Linked DNA regions of Mus musculus: region 2 is linked to region 1. A link is a contact called in public Hi-C data. All regions are on one chromosome and are shown on one strand. The core of a region is the stretch at or near the end of the contact, and the rest is flanking DNA. Distances in the headings are between cores, read along the strand shown.

The links. Hi-C and Micro-C count contacts between places; a contact is called where the count stands out from the background.
Region 2: a contact with region 1 is called in a Hi-C map of the N1E-115 cell line, with 2.9 times the contacts expected there. The contact joins the promoter of B3galnt1 here to the enhancer-like site in region 1. A contact is called at or near these places in 2 of 484 Hi-C or Micro-C datasets (the N1E-115 cell line and nephron progenitors), 1 of 115 datasets of contacts at active chromatin or transcription factors (embryonic stem cells) and 3 of 9 other capture datasets (adipose tissue, liver and pancreatic islet).

Annotation. Positions count from the first base shown.
Region 1 is chr3:69,545,478-69,550,206 of GRCm38.p6, reverse strand. It overlaps Ppm1l (protein phosphatase 1 (formerly 2C)-like), which reads right to left. Exons shown (of 4, transcript NM_178726.3): 3 at 720-881. Among named protein-coding and RNA genes, the nearest start is that of B3galnt1, 51 kb to the left of the region's middle. Within about 2 kb of position 1,371, at least 8 of the 459 cell types and tissues checked have an H3K27ac peak or open chromatin away from gene starts, as enhancers often do. A contact at or near this core is called in the N1E-115 cell line, where this site is marked.
Region 2 is chr3:69,596,710-69,601,559 of GRCm38.p6, reverse strand. B3galnt1 (UDP-GalNAc:betaGlcNAc beta 1,3-galactosaminyltransferase, polypeptide 1) reads left to right here and starts at 2,600. Exons shown (of 3, transcript NM_020026.4): 1 at 2,600-2,758.

The DNA of each region.
Region 1 (4,729 bases), core at 122-2,621:
GATAGAGCTTCCAGGAGCAAGTGTGTCCACAAAACTTAGCCATGTGGATCTTCAGTTCACTTGGGTGAGCTCTCACGGGGAGATGATGTGCATATTTATAAATGAATGTCTGAACTTTCTATTCATCTTTTCTGGAGCTCACTGAAGCTGGATGGATGCTCCGCAAACAAGGCTTTATTTTACCAACAGAAAACCCGAGGAAATCCTCCACTCAAATGTTTCCTTCAAAACATTTATCCTGCGTCTCAAGCAGGATAATACAACTAACTCAGCACGTTTATTCTCAGTCACTCAGCCCCCGCTGGGAAGGCTCAAATGTTCATTAGGCTCATTTCATTTTCTCACCAGGAGGAAGCTAACCTGCAATGACCAAGAGTCATCCTGCAGGTTTACACACACACCAGGGCTCTAGGCTGCTTAGCTGCCTGGCACATGGCTCGGCTGTCAGTGAAGGGACTCCTGCCTTCCACATGTAGGGAACTCTCAGATCTAATAATCCTTCTCAGGGCTTTGGTCTCAGTATCATTTTATTGATCCATGCCTGGCACTGAAGGACTTGGGAGGTGGAGGCAGGAGAACAGGGCTAGCCTGGGCTACACTATGTGATTGCTGCGTGAAATTTGCTCCCGAGAAACTCTCCAAGCAAGCACCTAGATCACCAAACAAGATGGTAGACTTCCCCAGGGTGGTGGTGGTGGTGGTGGGGGTCACAAACTCACCAGCTCTCTTTATCCTCTTCCTTTCCTTCAGCTGGTAAGGCTTGTGATCGTGAGACAAGGGGATGGCATTGCCATCTTTGTCACACAAGACTCCCCGAGAGTCACCAACGTTGGCCACGGTGAGGTCTTTATCTGAGAGTAGAGCGATCAAACACGTTGTGCCTGCAAGACAGAAGAAAGAGGCAGTGTAGGTGGGGGCAGGGCACGGACGGTCCCCTGCTTCTCCAGGCCAGCAGATGGCCGTCCTTAGAGCCTCTCTTGCCAGAGAAGCTTCACTCCAGCTACTCTGGGAATAACCATGATTCACTTCAACATCCCTGATCAAATCTGACAGGCCATTTTCTTAACCGTGTTACGCTGTCACTGAAACAGGCTAGAACAGTATCATTTTCCTAAATCACTTTGTTTCTGCTACTCTCAATTTAAAACACCACATTCAACAGGATTAGGGGAGAGTCAGAATCAGCTCGAAGCCCCAGACAGCTGCTCCATGTTTTCATCTTCTTGTTGGTACCGAGTCTCCGAGAAGTCCCAGTGGCAAGCGTGAAAGCGTATAGGTGGGGGTAGGGTTGGCTCCCGAGGAAGAGGCAGTTGTCAACAACCATATCCTGTGGCGCTGTGACAAAACCAGTCCTGTCAGGAAAGGTCGAGCCCAAATATAGAAAGTCTGAGAGCAGAGACCAGGGAAAGGGCAGCCCGCCCCAGGTGTGCAGGGGCAGGGTACAATGGCAGAAGCAGAGACGTCTACACAGAAGATGGAAGTGGGATTGAGGTGGTCCGATCATGTGCTGGCCTGAAGCCTTCATGCGACGCCCAAAGACAAGCTTTTCCTCAGTTCCTTCTGAGGTGGATATGGATAAAGCAAAGAGAATGAAACAGTCTTCTCTCTCCCTCTGACCCCTGCCAGTCACTGTCAGTGGCCACCTGTCTGCTGAAACGCACACCTCACAACTCATTCCTCTCTTGCCTCAAACTGATAGCTCCTTTACTTGTTCAAAAGTATTCACTGGTCTTCCCTGACAGTCCTTTCCTCATTAAGAAAGCTGCACTCCATAATATAAATATAAACCGCATCTAAATAACCTCTTACTCTTCATACGACAAAAAGAGGACCCCGCTTGTAAACAGAATAAATACAGGGTGATATGAGCAGGAGATCAGTTACAATAATCAGCATATTCAATTACAAATCTGCTTGAAACGCTCTTCTTCTAAATTAGGGGAAATGATTGGGGTGACTGGAGATGGCAGGAGATGCGGGAGCAATTACACACTGCCTCAGTCCCTGTGGGTTCACACGAGCATAGATCATGCTGATTAGAGGACCTTGTTCTACTGGTGCCCTCCATCTGCTCTGGCTCTTACACTCTTCTGCCTCCTCTTCCTCAGGGTTCTCTGGGTCTCGAGGAGAGGGATTCGATGGAGACATTCTATTTAGAGCTAGCATTCCAAGGTCTTTCCCTCTCTGCACATGGATTAGTAGGATTAATACAGTGAAAATGGCCATCCATTTTCACTGTATTAATCCTAGTAATCTACAGATTCCAAGTAATCTACAGATTCAATGAAATCCCCAATAAAATTCTAACACAATTCTTTAATAGATACTGAAAAGAGAATTTTCATATAGAAACTTAAAAGACCCAGGATAGCTTAAATAATCCTGAATAATAAAAGAACTGAAGAAGGTATCACCATCTCCTAATCTCAATTTGTACTACAGAGCTATAATAATAAAAACAGTATGGTATTGGCACAAAATCAGACACATTGGTCAATGAATTAAACTGAAGACTCAGACAAGTCCATACATGTTGACATGACTTTTGGTAAAGAGGCCCAAAACACACACCCTGAAAAAAGACAGCATCTTCAACAAATGGTAGTGGTCAAACCGAATGGCTGCATGTAAAAGAATCCAAATAGATCCTTACTTACCACGCTGCTTAAAACTCAACTCCAAATGTATCAAAGACTTCAACATAAAACTGAACCTGACTGAAGAGAAGGTGGAGCCCTGAACTCACTGGCACAGGAAAAGATGACTTTCTGAACACGATACTGATAGCACAGGCACTAAGAGGACCCTATAAAACTGAAAAGTGTCTGTGTGGCAAAGACATGGTCATTCAGACAAAGCAGCAGCCTGCAGCATGGGAAAAGATTTCCAGCAACTACACATTTGACAGATGGCTAATATCCAAAATACACTAAGAACTAAAAAAAAAAAAAAAAAAAAAAAACTAGATTGTAAGAAAACAAATACTTATTCTTGCTCTCTTGCTCCTCTCTTGCTTTGTCTTGCTCTCCATGTGCTTATGGCCGGTCTCTTCTCTACTTCTCTATTCTCTCTCTGCCTTTCTCTGCTTCTATTACCCTCTTAACTCCCCTCCCCATGCCCTCAATAAGCTCTAATCTATACTAAAAAATAGAAAAATAGTTTTAAAATGGGGTACATATTTTATCGTTGAAGACAGGAACTCAAACAGGGTAGGCTGCAGGAGCTGATGCAGAGGCCATCGAGGGTGCTGCTTACTGGCTTGTTCCTCATGACTTGCTCAGCCTGCTTTCTTATAGAACCCAGGACCAGCAGTCCAGAGAAGGTGCTACCCACAATGAACTGGGCACTCTGTGATCAGTAATTAAGAAAATACCCTACAAGGCTGTCTACAGCCCAATCTTATGGAGGCATTTTCTCCACTGGGTCTTCCTTCTCTCAGATGACTTTAGGTTGTGTCAAGGTGATGCAAAAACCAGCACAACCTCCTTAGTCACCAGGGACATGCAAATAAAAAACCACTTTGAGATTCCATCTGACACCTGGCAGAATGGCCAAGGTCAATAAGACAAATGGCAGCTCATGCTGACCAGGGTGTTGAGTAAAGGGGACATTCACCCATTGCTGGTGGGAGTGTGAATGTGTGAAGCCACTGTGGGAAACGGTGTGCTGGTTCCTGAGGAAGGTGGGAATTGATTTACTTCAAGATCTAGCTAGACCACTCATGGGCATGTACCCAAAGGATGCTTCTATCCTGCTACAGAGACGCTTGCTCAGCCATGTTCATTACTGCTCTATTCATAACAACCAGGCATGGGAAACAATGTCCCATCCTGTCCCTCAACAGATGAGTGGATAAAGAAAAGGTGGTACATTTGCACAATGGAATATTACTCAGCCATTAAAAAACAAAATAATAAAACCCACAGGTAAATGGATAGGACTAGAAAAAAAAATCATCCTGAGTGAGGTAGCCCAGGCACAGAAAGACAGATATGGTATATATTCACTTATAAGTGGATATTAGCTGATAAGTCTATGATGACCAAGCTACAATCAGCGGAACTACAGAGGTTAGGTATACAGTAAGGGACTAGAGGGACAGATAGATCTCCCTAGGAATGGGGAAGAAAACAGATATTTATGGATGGATGCAGGGGACTAGAACAGGAGGAGCAAGTAGAGGGTGAGAGGGAAGAGGGGGATGAAGGAAGGAATATGGGAGAGGCAGTAAACTTAAGGGCCATTTGAGGGGGTAGTATGGAAACTTAGTACAGTACACACTTGCTAAAATATGTGCATACATGAAGATGATCTAAGTGAAATCACTAAAACATCTTTAACATCCTATAAAGACAACTCAACTACCCAGAAATCATTACCCTTGAGTCGTTGTATTAGTTGAATTTGATCTGTGGCTATTTTACTTTGTTCTAAGTTTAGCTTGGCTAAACTTGACAGATACAATCAGAGCATACATCGTTGATCTGGCACAGTGGAGTTTGAAAGGTAAGACAGAAGAGCTGCTTTACTGGGTGTTACATGGCATGTGGGTGCAGTAGAACCAACAGAACTCTTCTGACTCCCTTCTCCGAGCTCTCAGGGCAAGGATATCCCACCAATGGTTCCTACACCATTTAAGCCTATGCCATCGATTAGCACTTGGGTTCATCCCGGCTTCTTAGCTGGTATTCCCTTCTGCCTGTGTTTACAGGGATCCAAGGGAAGGGTC
Region 2 (4,850 bases), core at 1,351-3,850, 50 kb before region 1:
TCTTGTCTTGGATTTGTAGAATATTGGCTCTGATGAAGTTCAGATCAACTGTCAAGAGTAAGTGTAGAATCTAATCTGCTTGCACGAGAGAAAACCACCAATAACATCCACTTATTTGGACTGAAAACCTGTTTTCTTCTGGGAGGAAGGTTTACAATTATGCCTTTGTCTGCGGAATCTTCTGAGTATTCCCTTGTAGGAGGGAGATGGTCATAGAAAACTTGGCAGAGCTCTTACCTAGCAGAATTTGAGATTTTAAACAGATGTGTTCACACCCACTGAAGTATTTCTGACCTAAGTCAGAGACCAGAAAAGATGACATAGTTTTGATTTCTCTCCACTCTTGAAATGGATATGGGAAACTTGACCTTGTACGCCTATGTTAACATAGGAAACACCCTGACTTTGTCAAATCTTAAAACATACATCATAAGACCCTGAAGAGCATCACTGTTTTTAGTAAAAGTATTCATAGATACTTTCAGGAGACCCAAAGTACACAAAACACAGAACTCAGGGACTCTTTGAGTAAAACTAGCTTCAACTTAATTCTGCTATATCTACTGCTTGGCTTTCTGAGGTTATAGGTGCCAGAAAATCTAGAGGGTAATTTATGCTACATATTTAGGTACACGGGCTTGTTTTAAAAGTCTCACGACTAGCCGGGCATGGTGACGCACGCCTTTAATCCCAGCACTTGGAAGGCAGAGGCAGGCGGATTTGTGAGTTCGAGGCCAGCCTGGTCTACAAAGTGAGTTCCAGGACAGCCAGGGCCATACAGAGAAACCCTGTCTCAAAAAACAAAAACAAAAACAAACAAACAAACAAAAAGTCTCATGACTGATGTCACAATTCCTTGTACTGAAAACTCACGGCACCTAATGCAAAGGGACAACTGATTAGTTTGCTAATGTCATCAGACTTCAGGGATGTTTTGCTTATTGAGACGCTCCTATGATATCCCTCTACCGTGACACCTCTACAGAAAGTCTGACCAAGAGAAATTACCCTGTGTGTGATTGAATTTTCAAGGGCTTTGTTTGTCTTGTTCACCGATGTGGCTCCCATGTCTCTGACATTGTCTTGTATAGTTAAATGACACTCTAGACAGCTGGCTTTCATGTTAAAGGCTGGTCATATGAGCTTATCTAAAGGGCATGCCATCTGACTTTCTTGGGAGTGTTATTTATTGTCTTATCTACACATCAGTTTTAAGTACTCTCAGTTCTCTAAGGAATTGAAAATACACTCCTCCAAAGAATTTTCAAAATCTTCGACATATTGCCTATTAACCACTGAAGAGAAACATTCTCCGTGTTTGTTTATCATGGAACAGTTTGGAGAATACCTCTCCCTACTTCCATGGTTTTAGCTTTGGGTCAAGTGAGATTGTGTTTGAGAGTCCATATTCTCCCCCCATGGAAATAACACGCAGAGCTCCATGCAGTGTGTAAAGGAGTCTTACCATTACATCCCGCTTCTGGTTCAAGAACTTAAATTACTGAGCTGGGAGAGCAAAACAGCAGTCAAACAGAACTGAGCAACTTCTAAAAGTCCTGCTACGAAAGAAAACAGGTTGTGCTACATCTATATATTCTACACGGACGCATAGAGGCAATAGTCCAATCTTGATAAGATCATCTTTCTAGGAAGTCGGTGTGGCTTTCCGACAAGAACATGGCGTACATACTAGGTGATATTGTAGAATTCTAGTTTCTCCAAATCGATAAGGCTGATCCCGGCTATGTTGAAGTCACTAGTTTAAGAAACGCAACCTAGAGCGTCTAGGGAAGGATGGGAAAGCGATTCTTGTGAATTGTTGTTAAATTTTGGTTGCTTGTATTTAGGTGCTCACTGAAAAACTGTTTCCTTTTAGGTGGAGTGAGGCCAACCTGTTCACAGTCCTAAAGCCAAGACACCAGAATGGGTCTTTGTTTTCAGATGACACTTTGTTTCCAGGGGCCTTTTGACAGAAAGCAATTTTTGAATGGAACCACCTCCACCCTAAGTCCTGGGAGAAACAGTCAGTACAGAAACACCCAGCTTTCATGACCAAAGGCTTCTCCCTTCTCCCAGAGAGGCACCATTTGGGTGGAGATGACTAAGTGGAGCTGACCAAGGGTTCATAGCACTAGACGGTTTCTAGAGGCAGTTGAGGGTGTGGGGGTGGAGGTGGGGTGGGGTGCCAGGACTCTCTGAGCCTCTGGTCCACATACACCAAAGCTTTCCTCTCCCCACCCCCACTCCCGCACTCCTGAAAGGAGAAACAGCCTTCTGAATGTGCCAAGGCTTCCTCCTTTCCAAGTCAGCCCTGGGGCGGAAATCTGCGGGCTACACATTTAGGCATCTCCCCGAGAAGGGAGAAGGGAGAAGCCTTTGGTCATGAAGGCTGGGTGTTTCTGTACTGACTCTGTTTCTCCCAGGACCTAGGGTGAAGGTGGTTCCATTCAAAAATAAAATTTCTTGCTTTCTGTCAAAAGATGGCACGAGGCAGAGAGCCGGGGTTGGAGGTGGAGGACTTAGGCGAAGCCTGCGGTGGCCGTGATGCTGGCGCCCGCCCGCGGCAGAGGCCGGCAGCTGCGGCGATAACAGCGATAACGGCGCTGGGCTGCGGACGCAGGGACCCCGCGCGCGCGCGCGTGCGTGAAGGAGGCGCGCGCCCGCCCGCTCGGCGTGCGTGCGGCTGCGGGGAGTCCGTGTTCGCGCGCAGAGAGCGAGCGCGGGCCGCACCGTTGCGGGTACCACGGGCGCACGGGAGGTGAGTGCGGGGCGGGCGGGCGGGAGGCCGAGGCGGGGAGACGGTTGGGCGGCTGCCGAGCGCCCCTCTCTCTCGCGGCGCAGCCTTCTAGGTTCGTGGGTCGGGGCTTCGAGGCCCCGGGCGCCGCTCGCTCCTCCGTGGAGCGGGGCGCCGCGAGCTGCCACGCCCTGGGCTCTGGCCTCCGCGCCTGGTCTCGGGGCTGGGTCTCGAGGCTCCGGACGAGAGACTCGAGAATCTGGGCCACTTGGAGGGGCGTCCAGTGCTCTTGGCGAGCCGGGCCACCGCGGCCTCACGGATCCATCCTGCCCTGCCTTGAGCTATGTAAGCCTCGGGGGCCGAGGTAGTGGTGGCCTGGTTGTCACCGCGACCAAGGAGAAGTGGAGAATACTGTCCGCACGCCACGCCGATGGACCTGCTGCAGGCCCGGAGGGAGGAACGCACATTCTAGGCGGGAAAGGGCCTGTGGTCCCTAGGGTAGGAGAGTGCTTCCTGGGGGAGAGGTGGCGAGGAGGAAGGGAATGGGAGATTTGGAAAGAGGAGACTCCTAAAGATTAAGGCTACATTATTAATAAAAGGTCTGAGTGGAATGTACAAAGCATTGTAAAGGAACTCTTAGATGGAGGGAGCCTTACTTTTTCAGGCTGTAAAGGATGCGGCCAGCTGCAGCACGGAGAGCTAGCTGTGTTTGTGACTGCAGGACTAAAAGGTGCAGGACTAAAAGGCAGGCATTGATTTTTGACTTAAGTAGACCCCCCTCCCACAAACCCCGTTCCCAGCCTTTAGGAGAAGCAGCTTGCTTTGTTAGGAAACGCTACTGCCAAGTAAGGAATTGCCCAACGGTTTGTTTTTGGAGGGAGGTAGGACGATTTGCAGTCTTCACCCAGATGAAATCTGTGTTTTACCTTTGGGTGTCTAAGGCAGACGCAGGGAGTTTGAGCTCTCTGAAGTGTTGACACCTCATAACTCTAGGAAGGGGCCTTCCTTTTACTGAGAGAAAAGTGTGGCATTTTCTCTCTTTCACGTTGGAAGATTTGATTGAAATGAATGGCCACCAGGGAGCTGCAGCATTAAAAACTATTACATTATCGAAATTGTTCTTGGTTGTCGAATGGGACGAGAAGAGAGAAGAAGAAAGCATCCAGGCCTATCCAGAAAGGAAGAGCCAGCTGATGCTGATGCAGTTTGTCAGGGAGAGACCATTGATTTTAGCTGTGGTAGCATTATGATATAGTACTTAAAAAATATTTTCTAAAGCAAAATTTATGTGTTCTCTCTTCATGTATGCATGTGTACCAGAGGCATGCCTAGGGCCTGGTAAGGTCAGAAGTGGGGAGGGGGGCGGCACTGCACCCCCCAGAACTGAAGTTATGAATGGGAATAGACCCTCCACATGAGGGCCAGGAGCTGAACTCTAGTCTGCAAGAGCAACAAGTGTGCTTAACCACATGTCATCTCTCCAGCCTCGAGATAAATATTTCCTTAAATTCAGTTCTTTGCAGCAGATCTATTTTAACTAAAGCAGAGAATCAATCGCGCACGCGCTCTCTCTCTCTCTCTCATGTATTTATCTAGTGATATAATCTCATCTGAAATTCTGTAAGTGGATTTATCATGTTTTTAATTTGATCTTAGTTTTGCATTATATTAGCTGAAACTGCCCAATATGGTACCATATCTGGGTTTTGGGTATCACTGATATAAGCTACAAGCTTTAGTCTATTCTTATGTGTTTCTTTCCCCAGAAGGTTTGAAAAAGTGCAAGATTTAAGCTCTACTAAGCCATTTTGGATAATATATTTCCCCCCTAAAGTTGAATTTTTTTTATTAAGCACTGTGGTGCTTCAGGAAAACTTGATAACAGATTCTATTCAACCTTGAGTTTAGAGTAAATTCTTTATCTCTAATAAAATGCTTCTCTAGATGCCCAGCTTTCCCCTGAGGGGAGGGGCTCTTCTCTGTCCTGGTAAAGCTAGAATGGCACTTCAGAAATGCCCTTTTCCTATTTACACCTATACTCCGTCCATACAGTTTGCCGTGTGATAGGGACCTGCTCTGTGGTAAAGAGCCACATGGTACCATCCCACAGGTAAAG